2 separate regions of the Mus musculus genome follow, and region 1 is linked to region 2. A link is a contact called in public Hi-C data. All regions are on one chromosome and are shown on one strand. The core of a region is the stretch at or near the end of the contact, and the rest is flanking DNA. Distances in the headings are between cores, read along the strand shown.

The links. A called contact is a pair of places that touch in the nucleus more often than the background predicts.
Region 1: a contact with region 2 is called in a Hi-C map of DN3 thymocytes, with 2.1 times the contacts expected there. The contact joins two enhancer-like sites. A contact is called at or near these places in 1 of 39 promoter capture datasets (the C10 cell line), 10 of 484 Hi-C or Micro-C datasets (B cells, the C10 cell line, CD4 T cells and 5 more) and 1 of 115 datasets of contacts at active chromatin or transcription factors (memory CD8 T cells).

The regions. Positions count from the first base shown.
Region 1 is chr8:114,971,777-114,974,586 of GRCm38.p6, forward strand. All of the region lies in intron 8 of Wwox (WW domain-containing oxidoreductase), which reads left to right. Among named protein-coding and RNA genes, the nearest start is that of Gm39257, 12 kb to the left of the region's middle. Within about 2 kb of position 1,500, at least 36 of the 459 cell types and tissues checked have an H3K27ac peak or open chromatin away from gene starts, as enhancers often do. A contact at or near this core is called in B cells, CD8 T cells, DN3 thymocytes and 2 more, where this site is marked.
Region 2 is chr8:114,881,015-114,883,924 of GRCm38.p6, forward strand. All of the region lies in intron 8 of Wwox (WW domain-containing oxidoreductase), which reads left to right. Among named protein-coding and RNA genes, the nearest start is that of Gm39257, 79 kb to the right of the region's middle. Within about 2 kb of position 1,292, at least 79 of the 459 cell types and tissues checked have an H3K27ac peak or open chromatin away from gene starts, as enhancers often do. A contact at or near this core is called in B cells, CD8 T cells, DN3 thymocytes and 2 more, where this site is marked.

The DNA of each region.
Region 1 (2,810 bases), core at 250-2,749, 91 kb after region 2:
AAGACAGGGCTCTCAGGAAAGGCAGCATTTGAATGCAGGCCTGAAGGGAGTAATGTCACTGGCAGAGCATTCACCCAGAAGAAGCAGCCATCGAGTGCAAAGGCCCTCCGGCCAGAGCCTACACGGCACGCTTGAAGAGGAGGCAGCCGCAACCTAGTGGATGTGAGTGGGGGCTTAGAGGACGCCTGAGAGTTAGCATGCTGATGTGGGAAGCCTTCCTTCTAGAGAAGCTTCTAAAATTTGCTCCTTTTCCCCCAAAGAATGGGTCCCCCAAAGAGTGGATTGGCGAGAGGGGCAGTAACACGGACAGAAACAGAGACACCACACTAGAAAGCTAGGCAGCGATCCAACTTAATAAAAGACCTCAGAGCCAGCAAGGCCAAAGCGGTTCCTGTTCTGCTCCGGGTGACAAACCGTCTTAGAAATAACGATGGTAGGCACGCATGTAAAGACACTCAGAAGGACCCTTCTAATGATGCCAACGGCAAATGATTTGTTGAATGTATGTTCCCACCCCGCAAGGCCCTCAAGAAACAGCGAAACAGAGACAGGACTCAATTTCCCCCATGAGACTAACAGTGTGCATGTGTGTTCTCCCTAGATCTGCTCTCCTCTCCATCACCTGGCCAGTGTGGTCCTCATCTCTAGGCTCCCGCCTTGTGGATAACATCTCTGTAAAAACCTAGTAACTATAACTGTGGCCATAGCTAGCATCTCTCACAGTATCCATGCAGTCGGGCTAAATCACTGTGGCCATAGCTAGCATCTCTCACAGTATCCATGCAGACAGGCTGAACAGCAGCATACCCTCCCTGTCCCCTGACCCTCCATTCTCTGCCTCTGCCATGCTGGAATCACAGGAGCATGCTGCTGCACCCAGGTCTTTTTGTGGGTTCTGCAAGTCCACCTTGAGGTTCCCATACTTGCAAAGCAGACACTGGAGATGTATTGACCAAGACATCTCCCCACTGCCCCACTTTAATACATATTTCTTACACTAAGACAAACCTAAATTTGTGTTTTCTGACACCACAGCCTATGGTTTTGTTTGTTTGTTTGTTTATCTTTTTCTCTACCATTGCTCTGACTCTCCCCCGTCTGACATTATCTAGGACTTGCCACAATTTCAGGAATGCTCGGCTGTTTTGTTGTTGTTGTTGTTGTTGTTTGTTTTGTTTTGTAGCATGGAATGGGGACTGTCCTCAGTCACTGGCTGGGTCATGGACAGCAAACATTTGGCCCTCAGAGTGACATTCCTACCAAGTTTCCAACAATGGTGTCGGCCTGGTACGCCTGTCCTTCCTTGGTGTGAGCAGAAGTTTTATGACTGTGTGTTTATGGGAAAGTGCTGTTACTATTCTTAGACTGGCTGCTCTCACTTATTCATAGCCCCACTCTGCTGGTGGGCGGGAACGAGAAGTTATAATAGCAGCGCAGGTGCCTCTCATTGTCTTCCGTTCCTCACTGGATCGTGTTTATTAAGAAGGAAATCACAGTGGTGTGTCTGGAACTGCGTCTGAACAAATAACCCACAGGGAGGAGTCCCCGGAAGGTGGGCAGGAGGCAGCACACCAAGAGAGGCAAAAACAAGCCCGTGCTAATTGGGATCAGGCAGTGCTTTGCATGAGAATCAAGAACAAGAGCTCGGCTGCCACGTAATTACTGGCCTCAACCTTTGTTGGCATACTTCTTCACATAATTCTACAGGAGAGCGGCAATTTGAATTTAACACACTTTTTTTTTTCCTTCTGGGTTTTTAAAGGAATTTGAAAACAGAATTGCACGAGTACAGGGATGAAGAGAGGTCTTTGCTAAATGTTCAGGTTGCTTATAAATATATCGCTACACACACACACACACACACACACACATACACCGAGAGAGAGGGGACGAGGGAGAGGGAGAGAGAAAGAGTGCACACACTACCACCACCACTCTTTGGACAACTATCTCACTTGGTGATGTTTGGTTCCTTGGACAAAGCTCTTCTGACTCATTCAGATGAAAGGCAGGAGACTTAATTCAGTAGAGATTGGGAACTGCCAGCTCTTGGAGTCCACATCATCATAATCTTGTGGCAGTTTTCTAGCCAGATCCTTGAGAGACTTATGGATGTGTGTCTCTACATGTGGGTGTGGTGTTTACACAAAAGGCAACCCTTGGCCCATGTCATCGCTTTGGTCATGAGGCACCCTGAAGGGATATCGCAAATCCCTTTACAGAACCATGCAGCAAGTGTACCTCTTCATTCATCAGTCACTGCCATATCAAAGATAAACCAGACGTCACCCATGGCTCTGATACTCATGGTCCCGCACCACAGACAGAGCCATGTACAGAGGACTGGAACACCAGGGTCACTTGCTATGGTTTCCCAGGGCAATAGAGAGGAAGAAAACAGTCCATTCAAATAGGGGAGGGGGCACAAGGTAGTGCCCAAGTAGGCACCACCTCAGAGGACGCTGAGGGGGTAAATAAATTAATCTTCCAACAATAGAAGGATTGGAAAGACCACAGACAAACTTGGGACACATCAGGACAGAAACACATTTGGGGGGGAGCTTAAGGCCAGCCATGGCTAACATGTTGAGTTGGTCCAGGGGCTACTGAGAAGACAGGCAAGCTAGACAGAAAGGAGTAGACATCAAAGCCCACATCACGGGTACAGGAGGAGAAGGGGAGACATGCTCAGAGCTCCCACCATCAAACGTGGCCCTATTTTTAGAAGGGTCTGACTCCTGAAATACCTTAGTTCCTCCTACCTCCCTGGCTCCTCGTCTCTCTGTTCACTGAACTGAAAAATTATCAGG
Region 2 (2,910 bases), core at 42-2,541:
TCTGCTCCTGTTCTTTGGAATAAACAGGCTCCCGATTCAATGATGTTTTGCTTCTGTGGTTTCTTTCTCTTCCTGTTAGAAAATGTGGTGGCTGCTCCCCACCCCCCACCCCCACCTCCCCCACCCCTCACCCGATCACCCCAGCTCCTTTTGCTTACTGGAAGGGAACCTCTTTACTCCTGCTCTGAGACTCCCTTTAACCTTTCTGATTAATGGAAACTGGGGAAACAGTGGTTGACATCCAGAACCCAAGGGTGGTGTGGCTGTAAGGGCAGCATAGGGAGGTGCGGATAGGAGGCTCAGAGGGATCATGGGCAGCCAGCCTAGCCTACTAGACAAGTTAAAAGCCAGCGAGAGACCCTGTCTCAGAAGAAAAAGGAGGCTCATGGCCTGAGAATGAGCACCAAAGATTGACCTCTGACCTCCACATGCATGTGCATAGACGTTCACATGCACCGGCACTTGTGCACACACACACAAACATTCTTACACACAAAGACACACCGAAAAATGATAATTGGTGGATTTTTAAAAACTCCATATTTCTGAAATTCAAAGCATCCTTGCAAAATAAGTGCCCAACGACAGACGGTGACAAGAACAGGCCACTTAGCCTGGAAAGTAAAACGGGGAAGACATGCCCCACCCTCTCCACAGAAAAGGGTGCAGAAGGCCTTCAACCTCCAGGCCACCCTGTGATAACTGCTTCACGCAGTCAGAGCCAAGGCCTGGTCGGGGGCCCATTCTTCCTCTGGCCCTAGTTAGGTACCTACTGGGCTTGAGCTTACTCCCCTGGCCCTGAAGGGTACCGAGGAATGTGGGCTGACAGAAAGTGAATCACATGCCTTGAGTGCCTACCACTGCCACCAGATTCTACCTGATCCTCCTTGTTGCCCTATGGCGATCAGCCCCTTCCCCCTGATGGTGCAGGCAGGCTAGTCACCAGATTCCCTAAATGGAAGACTGGCTGCTTTCTAGAGCTTTTTTTCTTCTGCATGGGCAGAGGATTCCCTGTGGCCCAAGTGGACAGGGTGGAACAGGTGGCATCCAGCAGGCTCACCCAGTGCCTGTGTGGTATGTGGCTTCTCTCCAAGACACCTGCTCTGCTAATACACACACACACACACACACACACACACACACAGGCACGCTCGCTCTCCAGAGCTCTCCCACCACTCTCAAGCTCTCCTGATCCTTTACAGTAAACACCGCCCTCAGCATGTCTCCTCTAGACAGTTTCAAGATGAGGAAGGTGCCGTTTGTAGTCCCTATTAATAGATGGGCCACCTGCAGCTCTGAAGCTGGCTGGCAAGGGTGGAGTGACTTGCTGAAGGCCCCTGGTGGCTGGGGTTTGTCAGTGTCTGAGCCCAAGAGCTTGCTGGAGTCTGGCTTGCTTTTCTTGAATCTCGCTGCCTCCTCCTTATGACTCACTGTCCTTTCCCATCTTCCTTCCTTCCTTCCTTCCTTCCTTCCTTCCTTCCTTCCTTCCTTCCTTCCTTCCTTTCTTCCAGGGTTTTCTCCCAGGCAGGCAGCTTCAGAAAGGGACAGTCCTGCCGGCCTTGGGCTCTGATAAGATCTGTCTGGGCTGCCTTTGTCTGGGCTGTACCTGCCGTTTCCTGAATGGCCCTGTTAATTGCAATTGACTCTCACAGAATGCAGAGATTGGTGCCACTTGACACCAGATGGATGGCCATGACTTTTCCAGGTGCCCCAATGCAGGCTGGAGGGGAGAGGGGGGAGGGAGGAGGGGGGCAGGGCACTGGAGCGAATCCAGTTACAATAAAGTGCATCAGAACTGGAACTGGGCAGCTTTTTTGTTTCCTCTCTCTTCCTACTCACCGCCTCCATAGTGAAAGGACTGTAAAAGAACTCTGGAGTTCCTCTGGAGAGGTGGTGGAGAGTTAATTTCCTGCTGTAGCAGGCTTCTTGTCCTTTATCAGCTTCTAGCAGCCCTGGGCTAAATAGAAAACCCATTTTAGTGGTAGACAGACTGAGGCTGAAGAACCAGCCTGCTGTCCGATGTGCGTATTTGTTGTTTATTGGGTGGTACGGTGGGAGTGGAATAGGGACTGGGAACCGAGAGCCGGTTCAGCTGAGAGCCCCAAGGCCCCTGGAGGCCTTCTGTCGTCACCTGCTCCAACCCACGGAACTTCAGGCAGGGCATCAACGTGGCAGATGGGAGGCCCTGGTTCCAACAGTCCCCATAGATCATTTTGTAGGACCCTCCCATCAAATCTGTGGGGTCGGAATTATCCTGTCATTCTGTACATGAGAAAACCAAAGCTTGTGAAAGGTAATGTGTGTGTGTGTGTGTGTGTGTGTGTGTGTGTGTGTGTGTGTGTGTGAGAGAGAGAGAGAGAGAGAGAGAGAGAGCATACTCACATGATCCTGTTCAAGGTCACATGACGGTTCATTAGCAAACTGAGTAAACTCCTGTTAGTTCTAAGGACAGTTGCCCTGGGTTCCAGAAACACAGTGGTTTTCTCCGATTGAGCTGTGTGGTCAGGGCCAAGGCAGAGCAGGGACCTTATGGCCATTGGAAAAATCAAAAAAGAGGATTTTTTGGGTGTTTTTGTTTTTGAGGGGGGGGGGGATACATTGGGTTTCCTTCTTAAATTCAGTACATTGTTGGGTGACTCCACCACTCAAGACACACTCCAGATACAAGAGTAAGAATGTTAAGCTGTCAAACAGTGACTTCATTTTCGTTTACACCAAGGCCACGAGGTAAAGATGTATTAGGTATTAATTTAAAAAAAGAAAAAAAAAGCTTTGAGTCATGGCATCCATCAGGGGGACCTCCATGAGTCCAAGGTACTCGCAGCTCTAAAAACAGACCTTGGACGGAGGGGGAGGGGCGGGGTGGGAGGTTCAAGTTCACCTTCAGCCTCTCCTCTGGGAGGCTGAGAC